Regions from separate parts of the Mus musculus genome. Here region 1 is linked to region 2. The links are chromatin contacts, called in public ChIA-PET maps. All regions are on one chromosome and are shown on one strand. Each heading gives the region's core, a stretch centred on a gene start, on an enhancer-like site or on the middle of the called end of the contact. The rest is flanking DNA. Distances are from core to core; before and after follow the strand shown. Region 1 overlaps Fbxo31 (F-box protein 31). Region 2 overlaps Jph3 (junctophilin 3).

What was found. ChIA-PET counts read pairs in DNA pulled down with a chosen protein or histone mark.
Region 1: a contact with region 2 is called in an RNA polymerase II ChIA-PET map of memory CD8 T cells, with 5 read pairs. The contact joins two enhancer-like sites. A contact is called at or near these places in 2 of 484 Hi-C or Micro-C datasets (embryonic stem cells and neutrophils), 2 of 115 datasets of contacts at active chromatin or transcription factors (embryonic stem cells and memory CD8 T cells) and 1 of 9 other capture datasets (adipose tissue).

The regions. Positions count from the first base shown.
Region 1 is chr8:121,571,538-121,576,008 of GRCm38.p6, forward strand. All of the region lies in intron 1 of Fbxo31 (F-box protein 31), which reads right to left. Among named protein-coding and RNA genes, the nearest start is that of Fbxo31, 5.0 kb to the right of the region's middle. Within about 2 kb of position 1,899, at least 112 of the 459 cell types and tissues checked have an H3K27ac peak or open chromatin away from gene starts, as enhancers often do. A contact at or near this core is called in adipose tissue and memory CD8 T cells, where this site is marked.
Region 2 is chr8:121,791,042-121,795,763 of GRCm38.p6, forward strand. Jph3 (junctophilin 3) reads left to right here. Exons shown (of 5, transcript NM_020605.3): 5 at 1-42. Among named protein-coding and RNA genes, the nearest start is that of Klhdc4, 36 kb to the right of the region's middle. Within about 2 kb of position 1,265, at least 104 of the 459 cell types and tissues checked have an H3K27ac peak or open chromatin away from gene starts, as enhancers often do. A contact at or near this core is called in adipose tissue and memory CD8 T cells, where this site is marked.

The DNA.
Region 1 (4,471 bases), core at 649-3,148, 220 kb before region 2:
GAAGGTCCGGAGTTCAAATCCCAGCAACCACATGGTGGCTCACAACCATCCGTAATGAGATCTGAAGCCCTCTTCTGGTGTGTCTGAAGTCAGCTACAGTGTACCTATATACATTTAAAAAAAAAAAAAAAGCTGCCTGGAAGCCATTCTTCTCTGAGCAGCCTTCAGATGAAGATGTAGAACTCTCAGCTCCTTCTGCACCATGCCTGCCTGGATGCTGCCATGCTCCCACCTTGATGATAATGGACTGAACCTCTGAACCTGTAAGCCAGCCCCAATTAACTCTTGTCTTTTATAACTCTTGGTCATGGAATCTGTTCATAGCAGTGACATGCTAACTGAGACACTCCCTCAGTTTGCAGGGACGACAAATGTACTTCAAGGATGAGCTGCCATCCCTGAGCTGAGCGCAGACACCCAAGGGAAACTGGATTTTAGAGATGAGCATGTGTGGGCCTTCTGGAAGCGTGGCCTTACAGTCAGCAAAGCCTTACCTCAGGCTGTGGTCCTCCTACCCCAGTCTCCTGAGTGTGGCGGCACACACCTTTGATTCCAGCACTCGGAAGGTGGGGGGTGGGGGGAGGTGGATCTCTGTAAGTTCAAGGCCAGCCTGGTCTACAGTCAATCTGTCAGGCATCTACTGCAGGGCTGCAGCCTCTGGACACAGACTTCTACCCAGTAAGGCCAGCCTGCAAGGCTGCTCCCTGCAGACGGTCTCATCTTGCAGTCACTGGGGACTTAGTGTCACTGTTCCCAAATGTCTCTCTCCCTTGATGTATATCCCAGAAGTCCCTCACAGACAGCAGAGTTGGCTCTGGGCACGGACAAGGGGCCAGCAAGAGAAACTGGACGCCCAAAAGGCCCTCAGGGGCAGATTCCTCATCCAGGCCATGAGCTCGATGCTGACAGATGAACTCACCAGCGACAGGGTGGACACTCAGGTCACCCCTCCATACACGGCTTCACTTCAAACACAGACGTCTGTCTGTTCAGGCACAGCACTGGACTCAGCCATTGCAGTGGCTGCAAGAAACACTTGTCTCCCCAAGCCCCTTTTTTAGATTCATTTATTTTAATATGTATGAAGTGTTCTGCCTACACATATGTCTATGCACCAAGAGTGTGTGTGGTGCCCATTGAGGCCAGAAAAGCATGTGGGGTCCCCCCCGAGACTGGAGCTACAGAAGATGGTGAGCCACCATGCGGGTGCTGGGAATCAGGCCTGGGTTCTCACCACTGCTCTTAGCTGCTAAGCCAGCTCTCGTTTCTTTTTTTAAAACATTTCTTTGTTTTTATTTCACGTTTATGAGCACTTGGCTTGCATGTATGCACGTGGTACACCGCGGAGGCCGGAAGAGGACACTGATCCCCTGGAGCTGGGCTGAGGGTGGGTTGTGCAGACCATGTGACTGAATGAACCCAGATCCTTCCTGCAGAGCTGCTGGTGCTCTAACCACTGAGCAGCCTCCCCATCCTGGACACTCAACCTTATAACAAAGCAAACCCAGAATAGCACTCCTAGAGAACATCAAGCTCCCGCACTGTCCATGAACACCTGAACATTCAGGGGCTGACAGACAGACCAGTCGAAATGCACGCACAGGTCAACATGACCTCTCAAGCAGCCAGCAGAAGGCGAGCAACCTTCATCTCCAGGACACAGTGTCAGGAAGCCCAGTCTACTCTCACAAGTAGCATGGGTCACCCCAGACACCTGCAGAGTGGGGGCCATGGTGGGCAGAGCCCCCATTCGTCTGCAGTCTCTGAGGAGGCTTTCCTGGGCCCTTCAGAGGTCATGGGACATGGGACACCAGTGCCAGGCTTATGAGTCCTGGCTAGCCTTTCCCTCGCCACTGGGGACAGCTGGACAGCTGCCAGAGGACAGTGACTCACAGTGGCCAGGCCCAGGAGTCTCCGAAGGGAGAGGGGGGTGTGTGGGCTTCAGACAGTCTGTGCTGCATGGCTGTGTTTACACTCTGCCCAGAAGGAAGACACACCCAGTTCTTCAGATGCCCTGTGGCTGTCTCTGAGAGCCAATCACCCAGCCCCACCCACTCCCTGTGGCAAGGCCAGCCTTCCCTTAAGCCTGCAGAGACAGACTCAAGCTCAGCAGTGAAGCAGCCTTAAAACAAAAAACAAAACAAAACAAAAACAAAAAAAAAAAAAAAAAAACCTAGTACAGCCTCTGCAGCCAAGTGAAAGGCCACACAGGTGGTATGTGGAAGTTAACTCTTAAATGCCTTATCTGTGTTGATGGTACACCCCTGTCATCCCACTTCAGAAGGGGTGGTTCGAATCCAGCTTGGGGTACCACATGAGGCCTGTCTCACAAAAAGTGAAACAGGTTTAAATCTGATGTACCCACCCAGCACCGCACCTCGGCGGTCAAGGCCAACTAGGACCACAAACCAAGAACCTGTCTCAAAAATAAATAAATAAATAAATAAAAGCTGGAAGTCAAGCCCAAAGCCCCATAGTAGCGTGCTCACCTACATCAGGTACAAAGATCTGGGTTTGATCCTTAAGCCACCACCCACCAACAAAAACCTGAAGCCAGGCATGGCGGCTCACATTTGTAATCTCAGCACCCAGGAAGCTGAGGCAGGAGGATTTGTCCAAGTTTGAGGACACCCTAGGCTACAGAGTGCATGGGATCTTGCCTCACAAGAAACCAACCAAGAACAAAAGCATAAAAATACATCAGCAGGCTGGAGAGATGGCTCAGTGGTTAAGAGCACTGACTGTTCTTCCAGAGGTCCCGAGTTCAATTCCCAGCACCCACATGGTGGCTCACAACCATCTGTAATGAGATCTGACATCCTCTTCTGATGTGTCTGAAGATAGCGACAATGGACTCACATAAAACAAATACATCTTAAAATAATAATAACACCCAAGAGCTGAACTGCTTCCCCAGGGAGGTGTGAGACTGGAAGGCGAGGGAGGAAACTCAACTCAGAGCCTTCGTTCCTCCAGGACGTGGACAGACCCTGTCCTTCTATTTCTCTAACAGTCTGTGTTTTCTGCTGTGCCCCTTCCACTGGTGGGCTCAACACATCCACTGGACATTAAATATCCCTAAACAGCATCTCCCAAGCTCAGCTACTTAACAAAGCAACAGCGTTCATCCTGACAGTCAAGCTGGGAACAGTGGGGGCATTATTAGCCTCTCCTCGCAGAGCAATCCCACAGTCGACTCCCAACCACACCACTGTAAAGGGTGGAACTACAGTGTCACTGCAGTCAGGACACTGCCTACGGGACTCCTGCAGGGTGGGATCCAGGGAGTGAACGCAGGGCATCAAGTTTGGCGCAGGGCATCAAGTTTGGCGGCAGGTGCTGTATTGACAGGGCCATCTTATCAGCCCCTGTATGAACAAACAGCTGAGAGGTCTCAACTCAGCAGCCCTGCACTGCTGTGAGGAAGCACACTTAGGCACGCGGCATCAGAACTGGCCAGCAGCAGACCTGGGTAGAGGCTGAACCACAGAGTCTGTCAGGCAAGGGCAGGTATTTGAGGTCCCCGCTCTTGCTGCTCTGGGGACTAGGATATATTTACAGCTCTTCCTTTCCTCGGGGCACAAACACAGTTGGTCGTTGGCCAAGGAGGTGATGCATTAAAAAAAAAAAAGTTTATGCCCAGGTGGCTGGGTGCTAGGTTCTGTCCCTCTCCTCTGGGGACGACATTACGATCCATGGCACAAGCCCCAGAGGCAGGGCAGAAGTGGCTGAACAGGAGGCAGCCTTTGACCTGCCCGGAGAAAGACATCCAGAAAGGATCCTATCACTGCTTGCTAAGCTGCCCCAAGTCACTATCCATCCTGAACCAGCAGAGCAGAGGGACCAAGGCAGCAACCATTCACGTCTCCATGGGGACGCAGGCCCTGAGGCATAGAATAGTCTAAATGCTGATAACACCATCCCAGGGTCCTAGTGACTTCCCAATCTGAGATCACCCTACCCGGTAGAAAGAATAGGTTTGCTTTTTCGTTTGTTTTCATTTTCAGTGGTACCGAGAGTGGACCCCAGGGAATCACTCCCATCCTCTCAGCTACACCCAGACTTTTTCACTTTTTACTCAGACAAGAGCTAACCCTGAATTCATTCTAGAGCCCAAGCCAGCCTTTAATTTCTCATCCCTCTGCCTCAGCTTTATGAAGCTGGATTACAAGCCTGGCCTCCGAGGCCCACTTACAAACTTTAAAAAGCACATGTTTGGTTGGCACCTTGATGGTCAGTCTTGGCCCAAGTCTCAGCAAGAATAAATCCCAGCAATAAATCCATAAACGCTTACACCAGCCTCACCTATTCCCCTGGGACACACCACAAACAGAGCCTACCCAACATCACAGCTCTGCCAGGAAACCACAGAGGCTGAGAGGATCCAGGCCCGCTCATGGGGAAAGGCTGTGTGCTGGGTTTTTTTTATATAAATCTACTTGATTTTGGAATCCAAGAAGATGCTCAGGGC
Region 2 (4,722 bases), core at 15-2,514:
CCAAATAAAGATTCCTGCTCTTTGCAGCCATGAGAGCCGTCCATACTGGGCTATGTGAATTGTATTTGTCTGCAGACGCGAGGGGCTCAGTGTGCATCCCAGAAGCTCCTTGCCCATCAGGGTACCTACTCACATCACCTGACACACTCACACAGCACAGCCCAAGTGTGCTTAAGGGGCATTGGCAGGGGACAGCGCCCACCCACTCACTTGCTATGAGTGATCTTACCATAGCCCAGAGTCTACAGCCTGGCATCCCGACCTGGCTGTAGTGTGCGGTAGAGTTGGTTCCAGGCAGGTGATGGAGACTAAGCACACTGGATCCTGAAGGATCCAACAGGCTGGCAGGCAGGGAAGGGGACACCTTGCTGCAGCCTGTGGCTACCGTTCTCCTGCCCCTGCAGAGCCTGCAGCATGCTGAGCAAGATGAGGATGGTAGCTGGCGGGGACAGGACAGTGTCACTCTGGCTCCTGGGCACACCACGTGTCATGAGTTTTAACTGAGATCCAGCCTAGCCTCAGAAGACACACTTTTTTCCAGGGTGAAGGGAAATCGTTCCTGACACCCAAGGCCCTTGGTGCCTGCAACATGGCTGTACAGCTGTTGAGCACTGAGTCCTGCACGTTGCAGACTCACTCTTGCACATATGGAGGGAGTCCCAAAGTCTCACACACACACACACACACACACACACACACACACCAGGCAGCAGCACAGAGCATCGGCTGACTGGTCATGATGGTGGTGGTGGTGGTCAGAAATTCCACAGCTACCACAACGCACGGGCCATGCACAGGATCTCAGGCAGCACGGACAGACTGTTTTCTATGACATCCTGACAGACACCTGAAAAAGGCTCCTCCACATCCACACTTATCCCAGGAACCACAGCCCATGGTCACTAGTGGCCAGGTTGGTACCCAGGGCAAGCAGAGGACAGCCACGTATCCCACTTCCAGAGTGTTCTTGCTCACTGGACAAACAGGTCCAGCTTAGACACCCTCAGGGAGACTGAAGACACTGCTGGGAGCCCAGAATGCTCAGATGCCCAGTGATGAACAGGAGACAAGAGATAGTTTGAGTTCGTGGTTACCCTCCAGAGATCTTCGAGGCAGTAACCCCTGCACAGACATCAGACACATCCTACCTTACATCTGTACAGCCCTGCTCCAAAGGCCGTGTGGCTGCTTATTCCATCCCCTCTGTGACGTTCTGTAAGAGAGGATGTGGGATGTTACATTCTCTTCCTGTTTAAGCTTAGCTTTACTGGCTCCTCCTGCTCGTGTCTTCCTCTAGAGAAGTCTCTGGCTGCGAAGCTGAGCACAAGTTCCTATTCCAGCATGTTTCCACATCGCGCAGTCAGCTGACAGCCACCCAGGCCACTTCCTGACACCCAACAGCCCTGTGCCACCACTTCACCACTACAGTGGGTGAGCATCCAGAAGGGGTTGTGAGCCCTTAGCTCTGCTGTCTCGCTAAGGTCCAGCTGCAGGCCAAACACACATCAGGACAACCAAGTGTCCCTGAATGCCAAGATTCATCTGTCCTATGCACCCTGCTGGCCTTGAAAGAAGAAAACATATAGCTGGCTTTGTTCAAACAGCTAAGCTGCATTCCAGTATGAATACTGGGAACATGGCCGCATGGCCCAAGCCTTCCCCTTCTGAGGAGCTAGACAAGGCCTGCCTGGCAGCATGTGTGTGAACAAGGGCGGCGGCAGAGTCCTCATGTGGAGGGCTGAGTGCTCTCCAGACTACAGTACATGCCACTCCCGGAGGCTGCTTTCTTATGCCTCCCCTAATATGGCCAGGGCCCAAGTGCATCCTGGGAGTCTGCTGTCTTAGCTCCTTCCCAAACCTCAGACTCACCATGACTACATAAGGGGGGAGGGGGTGCACTCCACAGAAGGTGGGCTGTGGGGGTGAGGACACAGGCCAAGTGTTTCCAAGGTTGCTAGAACAGGCAAGGCAGCCAGCCACCTCACAGCTACCTCACTTCTGGGATGGCCTTTTGCCTGTCTGCCCCAGACCACAGGTCAAGGTGCAAACACTTCCCACTCCATCACACAAACTCATCCTGGCCTTTGACCTTCCCCACCCAGCTGCACATAGGTCTCCGGTGGATGTTGGTCCCCCTCCTGTGTTGGCATGCCCGCTAGCATGCTTTCTGTCTGCCTTGAAGACCTTGTCTCAGTTCTGGTAAATGTCAGCCTACTGCCGGAGCTGTCTCTTCAAGGGTGATGTATGAGGCTGCTGAGGGTCCTGTGTCCTTAAGTCACAGCAGCGCCCCATCCCCCGACCCTCACTGCACTGTGCAGACGTGGAGATAAGTTTAAGTAAAGCCGTGGGGTACGGTTCAACCTTTCCCACCGAAGGGGTTCTACTCTCTCCCTCGGCCAACATCCACTCTATGTAGGGGTGTCCCCACCAACTTACCTCCAACAAAAGGCTCTTGCAGGCCATTCTGAGTCCATGAGGCAGATACTACCATACAGCGTGGGTAAGCAGTCACTGGATACAGGCTGAAGACTCAGGGCACAGCGGGTAGCATGACGTGGTGTACAGACAGCCCCATCACAAGGCCCAATGTCTGGCAAGTCCCTGTTGCTCGTTAAGACCCACAGCTTGCGCACTGCCCACTGGGAGCAGCCCTAGCTGCACGAGACCATGCAGCCATAGCCATCAGAACCTACAGCTGAGGATGGGAGCACAGATGACGCCCTCATCCTCAGGGGCTCTCTGGGCTGGAGTTCCTGGCTCTGCTGTTGCCTACAGGTTGGCCCTCTCTACCTCCCTCCCAGCAGGCCAATCCTGAATGTTCTAGATGGAGCCTGCTGCTTACACCATTCACTACCCCTGAAGGAAAGCCACCCAGATGACCCGAGGACTCCACTGCGCTTCCCGTGGCCAGGACACTGCTGTAGATGCCTTTGTGTAAACTGCATCAGCGGTCATCTGCTTTACCTTTCTCTCATCTTTTTCTTCTCTTGGTGCATGTAAACCACTCGTTAATGAGACTGACTGCTTTGCGGAAGAGGAGGGGCTGTCACCAGAGTTCCCTCCAGAGTGCTGGCTGCTCTTGCCTTGGGTCTCTTTAGTTGGAAACGGCTTGGTTCATCAAACACTGGCAACAAATCCTCTCTAATGAATGTAACTTTAAATCAGATTTCCCACCTGAAGCAAGGGAGACTTGGATTCCTCTGCTCCTTTACTTAATAAACGCATTTAAAACCTCAGGACGCCAGTCTCACTTCATTACCAACCACCTTCCTGAAGGCCCACCCCCCACTCCCTCCCAGGTGCAGGGTGGGTGGAGCCTCCATCCAGCCCCTCCCAGTCTGGAACACCCTGCCCCAATGTTGTCCTGTAATTAACGCCCTGTTCCAGCACTTTGTGGGAACAGAGAGCTTGTGGGCAGGACAGTCTAGGACAGGAAGGAGCCCTTATGAAGGCCTCCTTCCCATCAGAGAGGGTCACCCCACTTCCCTCATTTCCAGGACAAGCCCCAGGGCTTGAGTCCTGCCTCTGGGCACTGAGCCTGGGAAGCAAGGAGCTCAGAGCAGCCCAGCCATCTCCAGCCCCTGCACTGTGGCGGGCTGTGCTGACAGCTACCTGGGTCTCCACTGCACAGGCCTGTGCCAAGGACAGTGACTGAGACCCCGAGACAAGTCCCTTGGGGAAGCACTCTGCTCCTGCATGTTAGCCTACCCGTGACAGGCGCAGTACCTTGTTCACTTGGCACGAGGACCTGAGTGACCGGCAGCACTCAGCATGGACCTCACACACTAGGGCTGGAGCCTCACCATATCAAGACCAACTATTCCGTCTCCTCCCTACGACATACCAGGAAGGCGTGTGCCTATGCGGCTGTCATGATGTGTGTGCCAAGAGCAGGTGGGAAGCATGATGTTTCTCTGGTGGGAAGGCTGCTTTCTAGCCTGGGCACCTCTGTATTTCCACTTTGTCGTCTGGCCACTCACTTGCTCCCGACAGCAGTCCACTCAATAGTCACAATGAACACTACTGTCAAACCATTAAAAAAAAATTCATACTTATAATGATGTGTTTCCAGCCGGGCAGGATGGTTCGTGTTTTTACTGCTGCACTTGGGAGGCAGAGGCAGGTAATTCTCTGAGTGTAATTGAGTCCAGCCTGGTCTAAGTAATGAGTTCCAGAACACCCGGGAATACCCGATGAGACCCTGTCTTGAAACAAACTAAACCAAAGAACAATAAAGTGTTCCAGCCTGCTTGATGGTTCTGTTTTCATTCTACTCTGCCAACCCCAAAAGATCCAGGGCCTTTAAGCCTCCCCTCAGCCTCGGCTAATGGCATGAACTGGGTGGGCTAGCTCAGCTGCTCCTGGGGATACTTAACCCACTAAACCTATACCACTAGCCAGACTCTTTGTCAGAAGTAGGCAAAAGGACCAGGTGACAGTCCAGGTGGCCCTGCTCAGCATCCTGGGCCGCACAGGCCAGCCAGAGTGACACTGGACCGACAGATGAGGTGTGTGAGTGACTGTGGAGCCGTGTCTGGAGGCTGGTCGCTTAGACATGCCCTTCCTGCCTCACAGCTCCACGCCTGTCTTCTTCCACTCACTCCATGGGCTCACTGACCAGGACAAGCAGCAGGTACTGCCCAGGACGGAGCTGACTCCTTAGAGCTTCTCTCTCACACAGTGGAAACAGAGTCTCACTGTGTGGCTCAGCCTGGCCTGGTG